6 separate regions of the Mus musculus genome follow, and all the other regions are linked to region 6. A link is a contact called in public HiChIP or PLAC-seq data. All regions are on one chromosome and are shown on one strand. Each heading gives the region's core, a stretch centred on a gene start, on an enhancer-like site or on the middle of the called end of the contact. The rest is flanking DNA. Distances are from core to core; before and after follow the strand shown.

Region 1 (2,817 bases), core at 248-2,747, 380 kb after region 6:
TACAACTTATCGTTTATTTATTTATAGAGACAAGATCTGCTTGCTCGCATTGAGACATTTATTTATTTATTTAGACAAGGTATATGTAGCCCTGTCCTGGAACTTGCTATGTGAACCAAGATGGCCCCGAACTCACACATTCTCCTGTCTTTGCCTCACAAGGGCTGGGGTTAAAGGTGTAGACCACTATACCTATCTCCTATAAAAAAATTTTAGAAGTGCACTTCAGACAGATAAGCAACCAATTAATTTACAACTATGTACATGTTTTTTCCATAGGGAACTATGAGGACTTAGTGGCTAAAGTTGCTTGGAAAATTAAGGCACACAGACACTATGAACCTGGAGAATTGGGAAGTGCTCCAATAGAAGGCCCTAAAGAACACTTAGTCCTAACACCGGCATACATCTCTCCATAGATTTCTTGAATCTTTTTCCAGAAGATGCTAGGAGTAGCTACAGCTTAAGAAGGCTGGAGACATGGCTGCTTGGGAAACAACTGTCGGTAGTTGGCAGTACTTCACCCCAAGGTTGTGCTTACAACTCCCTGGGCAGCAGACATCATGGATTTTGCTGCTTCTGGGAACCAGAGGTCCCTCCATTTCTGTGCTGGATCCCTTAGAGACAAAGAACTTCACTTCTTTCCCCAACCCATGTGGGACCGCCAGGGAGCCTAGAGGGTGGAAGCTTGACTTCTACTCCATGAAACAGCCGCAGGCTCCAAGGGAGCCTGGGTCGGGGCCGGTCCCGAAGGCGCGCGGGGCTCCGGTGTGGGCCAGGCGCGTAGCCAGGTCGCCAGGGAAGGGCTATCCGACGAAGGCCGGCTCAGCAGAGCGGTCGGTAGGCGTCCGCGAGGGGCGGGAGCATCTACCTCCTTCCTTCCTCCCCAACCCCATTCTCTCGCACTTGGTTTTGCCGGGGATCCTCCGCATTCCCCAACCACCAGCGGCCGCCCTCGCCCTTCTTCCCTCCCCAGCCCGCCCCTGCCTCGGCAGCCCACCTTCGCCCGCTCCTGCGTCCTCGCCCTCGTCCCCGACCTCCCCTCGTGGGCCCCCGCGCCTCGGTCCCCTCCCCCTCGCGGCGGCAGCGGTAGCCGCGGCCCCTTTCACAATAGCGCTACCCGCCTCCCTCCTCTCCGCTCCCGGTTCGCTCCCGCCCGCTGCCCTCTCGGCGCATGCGCGCTCCGGTCGGCGGTGGCGGCGGCTGCGGCGGCTCCGTTTTTTTTAAAGGGAAACGCCGAGGAGTCGGGGGTGACTGTGGGGGAGGGGGACCCGGCGGCGCGGAGAACCCCCGGGGGAGGCGGCAGACCCCCCCTCCCGGAGTAGGAGGGCTCTGGGCGGACCCGTCCCTCCCACCCCCTCCCGAGGAGGAGCAAGGGGGGGGAAATGGAGGCTCGGGGCGGCTGAGGCGAGCTCCGGGGCGGGGGGCCGGGGCGGGGAAGGGGGGGTGCGGGGTGGGGAGACGAGGCGGGCCCGGCCGGGCAGGGGGGGCCGAAGCGAGCTCCGGGGATGAGCTCGGGGGCGGCTGGGTGCGAGCTCCTGCCTCTGCGGCGAAGGCGACGGTGGCGGCAGCAGAGGCGGCGGCGAGGCCACCATGGGTCGGCGGCGGGCCTCAGCTGCGGCCTCCACTTCTCCGCTCGCCGGCGGGATGGCGCCCGGGCCTCGGAGAAGCCGCGTTAGCGGAGGCCTGCGGCTGCTCTGCTGAGCCGAGCCCGCCAAACTCCCCTCCCCCTCCTCCGTCCTCGACCCCCCGCACCTCGCCCCTTCCCCACCCCCTCCTCCGTCTCGGTCCCCCGCGCTGCTCCGGACCACTATGACCATGAGATCCGCAGTGTTCAAGGCGGCCGCGGCCCCTGCCGGCGGCAACCCCGAGCAGCGACTGGACTACGAGCGGGCTGCGGCGCTGGGCGGGCCCGAGGACGAGTCCGGGGCGGCCGAAGCCCATTTCCTCCCCCGGCATCGTAAGCTCAAGGAGCCGGGGCCCCCGCTGGCCTCTTCCCAGGGCGGGAGCCCCTCGCCCTCTCCAGCCGGCTGCGGCGGCGGCAAGGGCCGGGGCTTGTTACTCCCAGCCGGGGCGGCCCCCGGGCAGCAGGAAGAGAGCTGGGGCGGTTCGGTGCCCTTGCCCTGTCCGCCCCCAGCTACTAAACAAGCCGGCATCGGCGGGGAGCCAGTCGCAGCCGGCGCTGGCTGCAGCCCCCGGCCCAAGTATCAGGCGGTGCTGCCCATTCAGACGGGCTCTATCGTGGTGGCGGCGGCCAAAGAGCCTACGCCCTGGGCTGGGGACAAGGGTGGGGCGGCTCCCCCAGCTGCCACCGCCTCGGACCCGGCGGGACCCCCACCACTACCTCTGCCCGGGCCACCACCCCTCGCGCCCACCGCCACTGCTGGGACCCTGGCGGCCAGTGAGGGCAGATGGAAGAGTATAAGGAAGAGCCCTCTCGGGGGTGGCGGCGGCTCGGGAGCCTCCAGTCAGGCCGCCTGCCTCAAACAGATCCTTCTGCTGCAATTGGACCTCATCGAACAGCAGCAGCAGCAGTTGCAGGCCAAGGAGAAGGAGATAGAGGAGCTGAAGTCCGAGAGAGATACGGTACGGGAGGGGTTAATCTGCATTAGGGATGGAGAGCGAGCTCTGCGCATGCTCGGGGGAAGGGGGCTGTAGGAGGCAGAGGTCCCCGCTCGGTTAGGGTTAGAGGAAGTTGGCCACCAGCTAAAGAGTGCCTTAGATGTTGGGTCGTTAGGAGCCTGGCATCACTGACACGTTGGGTCGGAAGGAAGGGTTAAAGGGCAACCTGTGTGTGTGTGGTGGGGGGTGTTATGG
Region 2 (2,916 bases), core at 251-2,750, 390 kb before region 6:
AAAATTCAAAGAAGATAGCAACCAAGCACAGAGACGCAGACCTGTAAGTGCAATTCAAGCACTGGAGAGAAGGTAGAGGCAGGAAGATAGAGTTGAGGCCATCCTAGGCTACATAACAGGACCTTGTCTCAAAAACAAGCAGAGAAAAAGAAAGACTCTTGATTCAAGTAAGCAAGAGGACCAGAACCCTGATCTAGACCAGGCTGTTCTCAAACTCACAGAGATCCACCTGCCTTTGCCTCCTGAGTGCTGGTACATACTACAATACCCAGCTTGGGTCTAGGACTTTTAAAAAACAGGGTTATTTTTATTTATGTGCATATCCATGCATGCCATCATATCTGCTCTACCTCACTGTGCCAGCGCATGAGACTGGCACAGGGCACCAGGTAGCAAGGAGTTACTGACAGTTCTGAATGTTTACAGGCAGATATGGATGTTGGGAATCCAACTGCAATCCATTGCAAACGCACAAGCCTGTGCCATCTCTAGTCCCACTCCCTGGTTTTTGGGTTTGTTTTTTAATCGGGGCTCCCAATATCCGGGCTGGCCTTGAACTCCATATGTCGCTAAGGGTGGCCTTGAAATTCTGATCCTTCTGCCTCCCAAGTACTGGGGTCTTATTCTGTAGCCCAGATTGCCTGGACCACCTTAAATTTGGGTCCATATCATTTCCTGACAGGATTAAGGGAGTAAGCCAGCTGCTCCGCTCCGGAGCTCCAGATATTTGAACTTTTGGCCCCCAGAACATTCTCTTTGGGTTTTCAGTCAGAGGTCTCCAAAGCCATTCGTCCTTTTTTGTTCTGACAACCCTTCGTTTAGTCAATGTAGGGTCTCCTCACACGGACTTGCTACAGTGCAGATTGAGCCAAACGAGATTGGTTCCGCTTGCTTGTGCTAACGCCTTTTTTGTAATAGTAGATGCATATGATTTTCACAAGTGGATGACAGAAATACGAGGCTTAGGTTCAGACTACAATGGAGATTGAAATGGAAGCATCCAGAGATAGGGATCTGCGGGGGCACTGAGAAAAATCTCTTGGTTTTTGCCTGCGCGCGAGCTACTACTCTCTGGGAGCGAAAGCGGGGTAGTGTCCGCTGGCTCTCCGCCGTCCTTATTCTCTAACACTCCCTTCGCTCCTTTTCTCCCAGCTAATCTAGAAACCTTTCACAGACCGCTAGCCCTCCGCGAAGACCAGGCCGTCCAGGCCAAACCCTCCTCACGCCGCCTGCGCGACTTAGCGTGACTTCCGGCTACCCAGAGGACCACGTGACCAAACGCCCTCACTGCGCATGTGCGCCGCGGAGTCGGACTGAACCATTTTGCCCGACGAAAGGGGTAGGTCTTTTGTGTTTTACAGTTTAAAACTGATTCTCGATCTCCAGTATCTAGGATCACGATTTTTTAGGAAGAAAACAAATTAGTGTGAGATGAAATAAGGTGAAATAGCGTAGCGTAAATACAGACAATCATGGAGTGGGGCTTGGGCTCTCCCCTTCGCAGATAATGGGCGGAGCCTGCGGCCCACAAGCTCTTTCCTTTCGCTGCTGCGGCCGCAGCCATGAGGTGAGCGGGCCCGGCTCTCGGTTCTTGGCCGATGAGGTCGACGGGGCCGACGGGGCCGGCAAGGCTTGGCAGGGATCGGGGCCGGGACCCCGGATGGCAGAGGGGAGAGGGGAGGCGAGCGTGGTGCGGCCGCACCCGGAGCGCGGAGAGCGCGCACGGCCTGGGCCTAGGGAGGGTGGAACGCGGGACGCCGAGGCCCGAAGATCTCCCGCGGGCGCCGCTCTCTGCCTGTCACGCGTTGTGAGGCAGGGCGCGGGGAGAGCAGCGGCGACAGGGCCCTGAGTGGCTCCTCGGCTCGCCGGAGCCCAACAGACCCCTACCATGTAACGTGGGACAAGTCTCGGGCAAGGCCAGGCCTCCGAGTGCGGAGGATGAGGTGCCGGGTCGGCTTCCGCCCGAACGGCTGGACGAGGTTTATTAACGTGAAAAAGAGCCCAGAAAGCAAAGAGCCTCGCCTGTTCTGGGTAAACAGGCTGCGTCACAGTCGAGTCTGATCAATTCGTGTCTGATCCTTAACATTAAAGTCTTCACCGAGCCAAGTACCCGGAAGAGCTTAAGCACCCCTTCCCCCCACCCCAGATCTCAAATGGCTGGCCACTTTGGCCACGTTCATTGCCCAGGTCTTTCTTGGTTTGGATTTAAGGCCTTGCTTTGGAAATAGTTATTAGAGGACAGGAAGGGGTGGCAAAAATTTTAGGTCTAGGGGGTGTGTTTGCCCTTAATAGAAATGTATGCATACTGGTGTATATTTTAGAGGGAAGATTTTGCTTGGAGTGTTTGTTGTTGTTCAGATGTCGCTTCCAGGGCTTACTAGTGCTTTCTGTGTACCCAGTATGCTCAGGCTACAGAAGAGGCTTGCCTCTAGTGTCCTCCGCTGCGGGAAAAAGAAGGTCTGGTTGGATCCCAATGAGACCAATGAAATCGCCAATGCCAACTCCCGTGAGTATGATCTGTCACCCTCACTCACTATCTACCTATAAGGAGATAAGTATGTATGTCTTATACATATATCATTGTATATAGAAATAGTTTATAGGGTGCAACCATCTCGTGTTACATTAATAATTTATGAGTAAAGTGAGTATTTTATGTCCCGTGGAAGTTTTTGATATTTAAAGACTGGAGGATGTTGGATGAGGTTTCAAGACAGAAGCAAGCCTTGTTAGTATCAGACCAAGTACTTTGTTAAACTGCATTTCAGATACACCAATATGCTATGAAATATTTACGAGGTAAATGTTCTTTTTAAAATAAGTATTCCAGGATTTCATCTCCTTTTCAGGATGTTGGGTCAAGGGTAAGAGCTTGACTTTTGTGGCTGGCACTTTACTAACGGGTGTGTTGTGCCT
Region 3 (2,923 bases), core at 259-2,758, 270 kb after region 6:
TGGCCTACTTGGCCATCAATAGGAGGAGAGGCCCCTTGATATTGCAAAGATCATATGCCCCAGTACAGAGGAATGCCAGGGCCAGGAAGCTGTGGTGGGTGGGTTGGGGAGCAGGAAGGGGGAAGGATATAGGGGGCTTTGGAGATAGCATTTGAAATGTAAGTGAAGAAAATATCTAATTAAAAAAAAAAGCATTTATGCTTAGTAGTGGTGGCAAATGCTTGTAATTCCAGCATTTGGGAAGCAGAGTGAGTTCCCAGACATCCAGGGCAATACAGAAAAACCTTTAAAAAAAAAAAAAAAGCATTTATTTATGGGGGAGGGGAACTCGAGCCTCAGCATGCTTATGGAGGTCAGAGAAAAGCGTGAGACTCAGTTCTCTCCTTCTACCATGGGACCCAGGGATCAAACTCGTGTCTTCATACTTGGCAAGCACCTTTACTCACTTGAGCCATCTCACCACCCCCTCAACATTACTTTCTTTTTTTTTTCTTTTTTTGGAGACAGGGTCTTTTTGTGTAGTTCCCGCTGTCCTGGAGCTTGCTATGTAGACCAGGCTGGCCTTGAACTCAAAGATCTCCCTAGTGCTGAGATTAAAGTTGTGTACCACTGAGATTAAAATTATGTACCACACCTAGCCCTACATTACATTCTTGAGCTGGTGTTTGTTTGTTTGTTTACTTTTTCGGGAAAGGGTTTCTCCGTGTAGCCCTGGTGGTCCCGGAACTCACTCTGTAAACCATGCTGAGCCTCGAACTCACAGAAACCCACCCGTCTCTGCTTCCTGAGTGCTGGGATAAAAGGCATGCACCACCACGCTGGGCATGTTGGGTTTTTCAACAATCTTATATATACTGGCCCTGAGCAGTATACAACGTGGACTCCTATTATTAAATTTGACTAATTCTACACAAATACACACGACCCCCACATTCCCAGGCTGCAGAGAAGGTATGCCTTATACTCAGCATTATACAAAAATTTGACAAGGAAGTTCGGATGCCCTGGGGGTTGAGCTCAGTTTATCGAAAGCCAAACAGCCTAGCTACACGTCCACAAGCTCCTTTTCTTTCTGGTGCTGGAAGCATCTGGCGGGCGTTGAGAGCACGAGCCTGGCGGATTTCATTGGGGACCTGACCCGCGCAAACTGGGAGAGCTTGACCGGGGCGGGGGTTAGGGGGGTGGAGAGGAATCTGCCCGGCAACTCATGATGTCATCCCCATCTGAGCTCCGATAGGTCCTACCCACTTACATGTTAGAGTCTGTTGTAGCCCAGCTTGGAGTCTAAAGTGACCTCTCGCGGACATCCAAAGATGTACACTAGAGAGGAAGATAAAATCACCACTCTCAGGTCCCACAAATTCCTGCAGACTCCTCCCAGTTCCTAGAAGGTCCGCCTTCATCGTTTCTTGAAGACTCCTCCCACTTCCTAGAAGATCCGCCTTCATCGTGCACCTCGGCTGTTGATTTATTTTCCCTCCCTGGACTCGGCCATCTGCTCGCCATGCCTGGCATTTCCCAGAAGCCCCAGCGCCGGGAAGGAGTTTGCAGCTGCTCGGTCATCGTGCGGCCCGACGCGAGCCCGCGCTGGTGTGCAGGCCCGGCTCTGTGCCTGGTCTCTGGTGTGAGGGTTTACGCGAGGCCCCTGCTTCGGTCCCCGGACTAGGCCTCGACCCCGGGCGCCATGAAGCAGGAGGGCTCGGCGCGGCGCCGAGGCGCCGACAAGGCAAAGCCGCCGCCGGGAGGGGAACAAGAACCGCCGCCACCGGCCCCCCAGGATGTGGAGATGAAAGAGGAGGCAGCAGCTGGGAGCGGCTCCACGGGGGAGGGAGACGGCAAGGCAGCTGCGACCGAGCACTCCCAGAGAGAGCTGGACACTGTCACCTTAGAAGGTACGGGAGCCCACGTCGGGGTCGTGCCGCGATCACCGGTGACAGCGGCCAGGGTGATGCGACTTCTTGCTGGGACCTCTGCGTAGCCTCCACCTACCTTGGTTCCTTCGGTCAATGGAGCTGGGGTCAGAAGTGCCCGCCCAACCACCCTGACTCCCTCGACCCCAGCCGATGACCGAACCTGTTCTCCAGTCTGCGGACTGCTCTCCTCCTCTGGGGTTGCATCTTAGTCTCACCGAGCCTTTTCTTCAGTCCTTCCCAGTGATCTACTCCATCCGACCGATTCTAGCGCCTGTTATTGCTATGTAGAAAGTAGCATTTGTATTTGTGTCTAGAGAAACCAGGGTAACAGATTACACTAGCCTCTTAGTTTAAGAGTTTATAAAAATGGGTTCTGTAGCTCTAGGCTCCTTTAGCAAACTCCCTCGGAGAGCCATTTCTACCTTCTGCCTTCCTTCTGTAGTTGAAGCATCTAAACTAAAAGTCCCGGTGCACTTTTCCACTCTCTTAAGGACCTTACCCCTCCTTTCCTAAAGAGTTCAAGCACACGCACGCTTTTACTTCTGAATCAGACCCCCTCCCCCCCCACCCCTGCCTTCTTTCTCTTTTAGTTTATAATGCCTACCTGTGGCCCCGACTCCTATAAGCCAACACCAGAGACCCGTTCTCAGGCTCCTATTGTCCCCTTGTCCCGCTTAAGTTGCTCTTTTACTTTTTCCACTTAGTATATCTTGTCCATGTGCGCGCGATGAGACTTTTCCGGGTGATCTGTAGTTTTTTCTCTCTGTGTGTGTGTGTGTGTGTGTGTGTGTGTGTGTGTGTCTCAACTGCACGAGAAACTACTTTAAAACATGGTGATAGGCCAAGTCATGCCCTGAGTTGTACTTTTGAGTGTAAGTATGTATAGACTGCATCAACTCCCATTCTAAACTTGGTAACAAGATCTGTATACAGTAAAGGTCTTCTTTCCTGAAATAAAAGTTTCCAGTGGCAGAAATGTCACTCAGCATCGTGAAATATTTCATGGTTTG
Region 4 (2,857 bases), core at 342-2,841, 330 kb after region 6:
GCCGGGACTGAGCTGGTTCATTTACTGTTTGCTGACTCTGCACACTGGAGCCTCAATTTCCCCACTGCAGCTGCCGCTGTACAGTGCAGGCTTCTTTCAACCATTGTGTGTGTCCTTCAGTCCCCCTTGCCATCCCCAGTAACCGTAGGCTTCCACTTCGTTCCTCCCTCATCCAGCTTCCTGTCCCTTCCCTATCGGGAGCCCCACGAGAGGCATTCTCCCTTCTCCTCATCCCTTGTAAACCCTTAAAACCCCTTGTAAGAGAAGTGAGTCCATTGGCTCAGGATGTAGGTGGCTGGAACTAAGATGTGCAAGGGCAGCCCAACTTGGAGAGACTGTTGGTCAGCAACCCACTCAGCAAACGATTCTATCCAGTATGAACTGAACGGTTAGAAGAGCAGCTCCCCAGACACACTCTCTGGCTCCTCCCCAAGAGCAGGCTGTGGAGGCAGGGCTCCGCCCTGGGAGCCGTGGGAAGGCTATGGCCCCCGCTGGTAAAACTGGGCTAATGATAGCGGGGGAACCGGCGGGGCCAGAGGGGGGTGCTAGGGTAATTAGACCTCTGCCTGGCGGTAGTAGATCCCAAGATGAAAGGGGCTCTGGCGTCACTGGCAGGGTTTTATGTCCACGAATGCAGGTGTGTGTGTGTATGTGTGTGTGTGTGTGTGTGTTGTGTGTTTTGTGTGTGTGGTTGGCGCACGTGCGCGCGCGTGCGCGCGCAAGGGTCCGGAACTGGCATGGAGACCTCTCCTTTGAGAAAAGGAGTCCACCTATTTGCAGCCACTCTGTTGCTTAGATTGGCCCTTGAACCATTTGGATTTTGATGGTATACACAGGAGAGGAAATATCACCTCTGAGAAGCTGGGAGATAAGGGGCTGTAGCGAGTCTTGTCCACCCCCATTCCCCAAGCTTAGTATAGGAGTATATTGTTGGGGAATGGCTGGTGGGCAGTGACTAGAAAGAGCTTCCATGGAGAACAGAGACGTTTGCAAGAGGAGACAGTGGATTCAGCATTAATGTTAGAAACGAGAGAGGAGGCACAATGTGGAACGAGCCTCCAAAACGGCTAGAAATAGGATGGTTGAAGTTAGGAGGATTTCAGAAGTAACCTGTCCAACCTTTGGATTTTGTGCTCTTACCCTGGATGCTGTAATGTGTTCAAGGTCACACAGGGAGTTGTTCGCAAAGAAGGGACCCGAACTCTGAAACTACCCTTAGCGTTTGGTATCTGGACTTCCTCCCGGATTTATAAGGTGCAGTGATCTCCTCGGTCCTTCTCCCCCTACCCCAGGGTGCAAACCAGAACCCCCCTCCCCCAATTCTCCTCGCAAATGAAAGCTATTTTATTTGAAAATGACATCTTTCTCAAAACGTGTCACCGACCGTCGCTCCTGGATGGAGCCGTAGGGGGGGCGGGGGTGAGGTGGGCGAGTCTGAGCCTGGTAGGGGCCAAGGCGGTAGAGGGGCTGCGGGGCGGCCGGCCAGGAGCTGGGGAGCGGCGGGGGGCGAGGGGCGGGGACCGGCGACTGCGAGGCGGCCTGCAGGGAGCAGCCGCGAGCCGGCCGGGCGCGCGGAGCTGGAGCCCCAGCCGGAGCGGGGCGGGGGAGGGAGGAGCCAGAGCGGCCGCCGCCTCTGCCGGAGGAGCCGCGGGGCCGCCACACTCGCCCCCCGCCCCCCCGCGCTCACTCGCACTCACACCCCGGCGCTGGAGGCGGGCGGCCCGGGCCCCACCGGCCCCCCATGGACGCCCCCGGCACGGGGCGCTGAGACCCCCGCGTCGTTGCTCAGCTCGGACCAGCGCGCCAAGCCGAGGTAAGGAGGAGGGAGCAAGGGGGCATTAATATGCAAATGCATCGCGATTGATTATGCAAAGCCGCGGGTCTCTGGCCAGCTTGGAGGCGGGCTGGGGGCGCCCAGGGGGTTCCCGCCGCCGACCTCAGTCTTTTCCGGCGCCCGGGTGACCCTGTCACAGCCCGAGAGCTAGCCACTTACGCCCTGGGGAAAGAAGGTGCTGTTAAGTGGTCGGTGGGCCCCGGGGTTCGCCCAGGGAGATGGCGTCTGGGCCTCCCCTTCGAGGGCCCGCCCCGGCCTCTGTCCGGCCGGTCTGCTGCGCATTCCCGGGTTGGGCCCCGCTGCCTGCCGAGGCTCCCCCGCCCGCCCCGCCGCGGTTTGTTTACGGTGTGCCAGAAGCTTGTCGTGTCCCCCCACCCCCCCAGCCAAAGAGACCGAATGGCCTTTGCAAAGCTGTCTCTAGCTAGGAAGGGCAATGTGGGTGCGGCAGGGTGGAGGGGCTTGCATGGGCTGGAGGAGAGAGAAGCCCCCCTCCCCTCCCCACCTCTCCAGTTGAGCATGGCTTTCTGGTTGCAACACTCCTAATTGCAAAAACGCGGCGGGTGGGGTGGGGTGGGGGGAGTGTGAGCTTGTAGTAGTGGGGGTGTACTTGATGGTCCCTAGATGATTAGGAGAATTGTTGGCCTGTGGTTGGGGAAGAGAGGAAGAAATGGACCCGTGTTCTGTGTGTGTGTGTGTGTGTGTGTGTGTGTGTGTGTGTGTGTCCGCGCGCGCGCGCGTGCATGCTCCCCGTTTCCCTCCCTTGCAACGTGTCTCTGGTGCCCCTTTTCTATCTTGGGCCCTCCCTTGTCCAGTGTGAAAAGAAGGCCTGGGAAGATGTCAGAGGCAATGAAGAGAGCCACCCATTTTAGGGACTGGAGGGGGGAGCACACAGAAGGAAAGCCAGGGAGACGGGAGGCCTGCCCCTGAATGCTGGCTCTGGACCCAGGAGGGGGAGGGGATGAAGGGGGCCATTGTCCAAGATGAAGGGGGAGGCAAAGGTGACATGCAGACAACAGATATGCC
Region 5 (3,029 bases), core at 6-2,505, 420 kb after region 6:
GTGGCATGTGCAGAAGAGAAGCCCTCCCCTCTTCTTGGTTCCTAAAAGGTTACCTGGGGAGCTCTAAGCCACTCTGGCCAGTTCCTACTTCCAACCTTAAGAGAGGCCGAGTGTCCAATTAAGGCTGTCCAGGAAACCAATGCTCAGATCCAGCTTCATAGCAAAATCGGAGCTTTTTTTTTTCTTTTTCTTTTTCTTTTTCTTTTTTTTTTTTTTTTTGTTCCCTCTCCAAATCCCCAGATGGGTGTGCAGAGCTTTATTTCTGTGAACACATGCTCTAGCACACATGGAACTGAGTTTGCACCGACAGCAACACAAGTGTAGTACACACCCTGTCAGTTTCACCACTCCCAGCTCTTAGCATTCCTGTCCATCCATGCCTTGCTGAGGCACAGTAAACAGGGGTGGGACTTTGCCCAAGGAACACCAGCCCACCAGGAACCCGGTGCCACTCCTTCACCATGTATACCAAGCCTGGATGTGTTCACACTGTCTCTACAGCCCCATCCTAGTGGAGTGTACCCTGGGAGACAGAATGCTCTGGCGTAGCCACCAGGAGTAAGGGCAATATTTCTCCCATTCTATGGCTATATACACTAATGTGCTAGGTGATGGATGATAGTTGGCAGTTTGGGGACTTACACATCTCTTCAGTCTTGCTTCCCTTCGCTACCACCTGGGCTAAGATGCCCTTGTGCTTTTGGTCGTCTCTTTCAGTCTACTATCTCTTTTCACCCCAATTAGACCTGCCACAACCTGCTGGCCTCTGCCTGGCTCTTTCCTACTTGCCAGTACTTGCCTTACAGGGCGGCCCTGCACCACCCCCTAAACCCTATCAGAAAGGAATATGGGTACCGCCCCCAGTGCCAATACCAGTTTACCCAAGACGCCGTCCCAGCCCTTCTCAACAGGTGGAAGATAATGACCAAATAAAATTGTGGGAAAGATGCAAAGAGTTCAGCAGTCTTTATAAGCCTCACCTGTGCACAGGTAGGCGTGCCAAGGTCAAACATATGCCCTGGTTATTTGAAATGCTCAAAAGAGACCCGGTAATCAAGAGCCAGGAGTCCTCTGCTTTGGTAGATCTCTCCCTCGCCTTTGCCCTTCTGCGACTGTCAGAAACCCAAGTCCTAATTTTCCTCGCGGTCAGCGCCAGAGCCCAAGTTCAAGCCTCGCGCGGCCGGGCGGGGGCGGGCCTAAGCAGGGTAGGGGCGGGGACTGGAGGAGGGGGCGCGGTCTCAATTCTGCCACCTTCCCCGGGGCCAGGAGCGCAGCCGCCGCCGCGTCCTCAGCCTTGCGCTCCGCCCGCTGCCTCTGTCGCCTCAGCCCGGCCCCGGAGCGCTGAGACGGGGACACCAGCCCCTCAGCCTGCCAACCCTTCGGCCGCAGCCGGCATGGGGGGCCGCTGAGAGCGAGCTCCTCTTCCCTCTGGCACCTCCCCCGGCCACTGGCCACTGGACTCTGGCCAGCGAGGCTCGGCCACCTCTCGCTCGCAGTCCGACGCCTGGCACGGCCCTCGGCTCTGCTCCCCCGGCTCTGAGCATCGTGTCCCCGCCTCCCCCCGCCCGCGCCTGGGACACCTGGGTCCCCCGGCGGCCCCTAAGAGAGGGGCGGGGGGGGGGGCATGAAGCCACTGGAGAAATTTTTGAAGAAGCAGACGTCTCAGCTGGCGGGGCGAGCGGTGACTGGAGGTCCCGGCGGGGGTCCGGGTTGCTGCGGAGGGCCTGGAGGGGGTGGGGGCCCTGGTGGGGGCGGCGGTCCGGCCGGGGGACTGCGGCCACTGCAGCGGCGTCAGAGCGTGTCTCGCCTGCTGCTCCCAGCTTTCCTCCGAGAGCCCCCAACCGAGCCCGGGCTGGAGCCGCCCGTTGAGGAGGAAGGGGGAGAGCCATTAGGGGTCTCTGAGGAGCCGGGCAGTGGGGGGCCCTGTTGGCTGCAGCTAGAGGAGGTTCCCGGGCCTGGGCCGATAGGATCTGGGGTGCCCCTGCGCTCTCCTTCCTCGTACTCCTCAGATGAGCTATCCCCCGGCGAACCCCTGGCTTCACCACCCTGGGCCCCCCTGGGCGCCCCCGAGCGGCCAGAGCATCTTCTGAACCGGGTTCTGGAGCGCCTGGCTGGAGGGACCACCAGGGACAGCAGCGCCTCAGGTAAGCCTGCTCATCCATCCCAGAGCAAGAGAGCACGGGGTTGGGGGTGGGAGGTGAGGGATTGGCCCGGGGGATGCTCCCTGATTGTTTTTTCTTGTCCTCAGTGTTGGTGTAGAGGATGAGGGGAAGCCCGAAGTAATGTAGGGGAAGGGGCATGGTAATGCGCACCCACCTTCCTCCCCACATTAGCTTCATTCTAGGGGAAGAAGGGAAACCATCTCTCTCCTTCAACTACCCTCCCTCTCTCTCGGCTATTTAAGCCAGTCTCCCACGAGCCCTTGATACTGCCTACCTCCTCCCACGCCCCTAAATTAGGGCCTGACACCCTAAGGTGGACGCTTTCCCGCTGAGGTTGTACGCTGCCCTCCAGACCATAGCTGAGGCCTGAAAACCGCTGACAGGAGTCCCTGGCTGTGTAGGAGCGCCTCACTTGGTGGGGCCATGTGGATAGTCACAGAACTCGGCTGCTTTTATTGGGGATGAATTCGAAGGTCTCTAAGGGAAGATACCAGGAGACTGCAGCATCCAGAAGGCTTTGGGCCTCCGTAGCACCCACCCTTCCCATGCCATGCCTCAGCAGAGGGCCTTTTTTAAAAAAATAATAACCACACCCTGAGAAGCCTGAGATGATGCCATTTCACCCACTATGAGAATGCCAGCACCCTATTAAAGGGCTTCTGAGGAACGTAGGCCCCCACATCGCTAGTTGGAATAGATGTAGAGATATCAGGGTCTTTAGATCTAACTAGGCACTCCACTAAACCCAGAAGGGGCTTAGGGTTGAGAGACCAAGCTTGAGACCCTAAAGAGGAGGGTGTTAGGAGTTACCCTTCCTTCTCTGCAAGGCATTCTGGCTCTAGGAGTGGAGTGTCACCCTCTACTCCA
Region 6 (3,170 bases), core at 421-2,920:
TTATATATTATAGATGCATACATAATATATACATATATATATATGTCACCACATGTGATTCTTATTACATATGATGCACATACATTTTTTTCTCTCTATTCAAATTCCTTCCTGTCCCCTCTTCCCTGCCCCAATGCTAGGCAAATACATTATCACCAAAACACAGGCTCAGCCCTCTTGTTCTACTTCTGGGTGTGGTGGTGTGATTTATAATGTTGTATTCTTTCTCTTTGAGTACCTCAAATTGATCCCCACAAACACCCCATCTGCCCCAGAATGGCTAAATCTGGGATCATTTACTGAGCAGTTATTATGTGTCAAGCACTACACTGCTGAGTGCTTCTAGAGTGTCTTCTCCTTTAGCCCCTAGCACACACAGTCTTACAGATTTGTAAAACAAGACCCAGAGATCGTCAGTCACTTGCCTAAGGTCTCACTGCCAGAATGTGATAGAGGGAAGATACGAACTCAGGTCTTCTAGATACCAGAGTCCCATGTTCTTTGGCCCCTAGCGTGGAAGTGTCTGCCTGAAACTGAGTTTCAGTTCAATGAAAGTAGATTAAGAGAGGGCCACCCTTCATTTCTCTCCCCCAAAGATGCCTCTGATTGCATCTTGACCAGCACAGGTGTGTTCTTTACTGGAACATTCCAAGTACCATCATCAGATGTAGCAGATAAAGAAGAAGGACGTAATGAAGTTCAATTTGAATTTCAGATAAACGACGGGCAATTCATCCTGGTAAACATGTCTCTTGCAATGTGTTCTTGGAGTTTCCAACCAAAGGCATACCTTTGTTTCCTTTCTCACCTGTTACCAGGCTTCAGGAGTGATATCTAGGTACTTCAGGGGTAAACTGGCAGGCGAAAAGGACAGGGAGAGAGAGGACGATGAATGAAACTGAGAACTGGGTAAAGTCAGAACGAAGTGGGCATGGGGTTGGAGAGATGGCTAAGCAGTTGAGAGCCTGTGCTGCTCTTGCAGAGGACCCAAGTTCTGTTTCCAGCACCAAAGTGGGTGGGCGGCACCCTGTAACTCCAGCTCTGGGGGATTCCCACTTCCTCTTCTGACCTCTGTGGGCAACAGCACTTATGTGACACCCCCCAAAACCCATATATGACCACACATAATTTGAAATAAAAATAAGTCTTAAAAAGAGAAAGAAACAGGAGAAGCTGTTCTTCCAAGGATGAACAGAGGGCTCCCGATGTGACTCGCTTCTCCTAGTTCTGTGGGTTCCTTTAAGATCAGGCAGGAGATACCCAAAAGGACAGAATTGATATCCCAGAGAGTCTTGGAAGTCACCAGTTAGACATAACACATTCCCTTCCCAGGCTGATTTTACCTGAGGATGTGGCGACAAACCATTTATCTGGTATTAAGAGTGTGATGCAAACGTTCCAAGAGTATCCAAGATAAAACCCACCCAAGACTGCAAAGAGGGGTAAAGAGATGCCCTGCTTTTAGGAAGTGGGTGAGAACTGCAAGCAAGCAAGCGAGGCGTCAGGGCACAGGGCGCGACGCACCCAGGCCTGCGCCGGGAGGGAGAAAGTGAAGCTGGGAGCAGCCACTCCCAGTCTTGCTGGAATGCAGTTGGAGGGGTGGGGGGGCGAGCCGGGAGCGCGCGGCTCCCAATCACCGGCGGCGGAGGAGGCGGAGGAGGAGGGCTGCTCGAGGAAGTGCGGCGTGAAGTTGTGGAGCTGAGATTGCCCGCCGCTGGGGACCCGGAGCCCAGGAGCGCCCCTTCCCAGGCGGCCCCTTCCGGCGCCGCGCCTGTGCCTGCCCTCGCCGCGCCCCGCGCCCGCAGCCTGGTCCAGCCTGAGCCATGGGGCCGGAGCCGCAGTGATCATCATGGAGCTGGCGGCCTGGTGCCGTTGGGGGTTCCTCCTCGCCCTCCTGTCCCCCGGAGCCGCGGGTACCCAAGGTGGGTCTTGGCTTGGGGAGGGCTCGGGCCGCTACGGCTGCGCCCACGGGCGGCCGGAGCCGCGGGGCCCCGAGAGCTCCACGGCCGGGCGGTCCGGGACGTTGGGACGATTCCGGCTACCGGCGCCGCGGCCCGGAGGAGATCGGAGCAGTTGGGGATGGGACAGTCACTCGGAGAACCACACTGGAGGTCCGGACCGGCCCCTTCTCGCTACACCGGAGCCTCCCGGGCTCCAGGAGACTCCGGGAACTCCTTGGGAAAGTTCTCTGAAACTAGTCGGAAAGTTTTCCTCCGGAGGGTGTGTGAAGCGCTGTGCGTGCGTGCGCCTGCTTCCCCCCTTTCGAGCCCCCCTCACGCTTTCTCAGAGCTCTTCCAGTTGGCAGCCTCCGCCTCCGGACCGGACTGGGCAGGATGCCTTCGGGGTCCCCTCTGCCCCTCCCCTCCCCCTTCCCACCCCCTCTGGCCCTTTGGGTTTAGTAAGTTACTCCAGCTTCCAGTGGGGTCGCCGTGGAGGGGGCGGTGGGGAAAGTAACCCATCCTGTCGAGCAGGGAGGACCGAGTGGCGGCTCCGCAGTTGAGTTGCCTATCGATAGTGTCTGGGATATGGGGGAGCAGGAGGAGGGGCAGGCATTTGTTTGCAACAGTTCTCTCTCATTCTCTCTCTCTCTCTCTCTCTCTCTCTCTCTCTCTCTCTCTCTCTCTCTCTCTCTCTCTCTCTTCTGTGCTGGGGATGGAACACCCCTACCCTCCATCCCAGTCTCGCCCGTGTTAGGCAAGCCCTCTATCACAGTGCTGCACACTCCACAGCCCTGTTTTGAACAAATTTCCTTAGAGCCAGCTTAAGTACTGTGTGCTTTGGGATTCCGGGAAGGCTCGGATCTTGAAGGGTGGTCTTGTGTTTTCCCGGCTTCCATACAATAAACTGGAAAGGGTTCCTGGGCATTTGGGGGCGGGGGGAGGGCACCGAAAAGGAGTAAGGTCAGCTAGGGGTAGACAGAGAGCTGGGTTGTTTTCTTGCCTTTATCTTCGTGTTGGGGGCTGGGAGGGTGACCCAGCAGTGTGTATACTGACCCATATGTCCAGTTCTACCATGAGCGTAAAAGCTGACAGTCACCCCGTGTGGGTCAGCTCTGCCAGGCTCCGTGGGTGGTGGCTTGCATGCATTCCTTCTACAGTACTAAGAACAACTCCACAGTGGAAACATTAGTAGCCTTCTCCTTGTCCCAGGGGGGAAACCTGGGCTGGGGA

What was found. HiChIP or PLAC-seq counts read pairs in DNA pulled down with a chosen protein or histone mark.
Region 1: an H3K27ac HiChIP or PLAC-seq map of extraembryonic endoderm stem cells shows a contact between it and region 6, with 3 times the contacts expected there. The contact joins the promoter of Msl1 here to the promoter of Erbb2 in region 6. A contact is called at or near these places in 1 of 15 datasets of contacts at CTCF or cohesin (the NIH/3T3 cell line), 1 of 484 Hi-C or Micro-C datasets (embryonic stem cells) and 4 of 115 datasets of contacts at active chromatin or transcription factors (epiblast stem cells, extraembryonic endoderm stem cells, pancreatic cancer cells and 1 more).
Region 2: a contact with region 6 is called in an HNF4G HiChIP or PLAC-seq map of pancreatic cancer cells. The contact joins the promoter of Rpl19 here to the promoter of Erbb2 in region 6. A contact is called at or near these places in 2 of 115 datasets of contacts at active chromatin or transcription factors (memory CD8 T cells and pancreatic cancer cells).
Region 3: a FOXA1 HiChIP or PLAC-seq map of pancreatic cancer cells shows a contact between it and region 6. The contact joins the promoter of Psmd3 here to the promoter of Erbb2 in region 6. A contact is called at or near these places in 1 of 39 promoter capture datasets (neural stem cells), 4 of 115 datasets of contacts at active chromatin or transcription factors (the NIH/3T3 cell line, large pre-B cells, memory CD8 T cells and 1 more) and 1 of 9 other capture datasets (adipose tissue).
Region 4: a contact with region 6 is called in a FOXA1 HiChIP or PLAC-seq map of pancreatic cancer cells. The contact joins the promoter of Thra here to the promoter of Erbb2 in region 6. A contact is called at or near these places in 3 of 115 datasets of contacts at active chromatin or transcription factors (extraembryonic endoderm stem cells, microglia and pancreatic cancer cells).
Region 5: a contact with region 6 is called in an HNF4G HiChIP or PLAC-seq map of pancreatic cancer cells. The contact joins the promoter of Rapgefl1 here to the promoter of Erbb2 in region 6. A contact is called at or near these places in 1 of 39 promoter capture datasets (liver) and 1 of 115 datasets of contacts at active chromatin or transcription factors (pancreatic cancer cells).

Annotation. Positions count from the first base shown.
Region 1 is chr11:98,794,019-98,796,835 of GRCm38.p6, forward strand. It overlaps Msl1 (male specific lethal 1), which reads left to right and starts at 1,498. Exons shown (of 9, transcript NM_028722.3): 1 at 1,498-2,586. The coding sequence starts at 1,813.
Region 2 is chr11:98,025,424-98,028,339 of GRCm38.p6, forward strand. It overlaps Rpl19 (ribosomal protein L19), which reads left to right and starts at 1,501. Exons shown (of 6, transcript NM_009078.2): 1 at 1,501-1,567; 2 at 2,400-2,506. The coding sequence starts at 1,563.
Region 3 is chr11:98,681,046-98,683,968 of GRCm38.p6, forward strand. It overlaps Psmd3 (proteasome (prosome, macropain) 26S subunit, non-ATPase, 3), which reads left to right and starts at 1,509. Exons shown (of 12, transcript NM_009439.1): 1 at 1,509-1,892. The coding sequence starts at 1,685.
Region 4 is chr11:98,740,194-98,743,050 of GRCm38.p6, forward strand. Thra (thyroid hormone receptor alpha) reads left to right here and starts at 1,592. Exons shown (of 10, transcript NM_001313983.1): 1 at 1,592-1,813.
Region 5 is chr11:98,835,530-98,838,558 of GRCm38.p6, forward strand. Rapgefl1 (Rap guanine nucleotide exchange factor (GEF)-like 1) reads left to right here and starts at 1,256. Exons shown (of 15, transcript NM_001080925.1): 1 at 1,256-2,144. The coding sequence starts at 1,625.
Region 6 is chr11:98,410,814-98,413,983 of GRCm38.p6, forward strand. Erbb2 (erb-b2 receptor tyrosine kinase 2) reads left to right here and starts at 1,671. Exons shown (of 27, transcript NM_001003817.1): 1 at 1,671-1,922. The coding sequence starts at 1,850.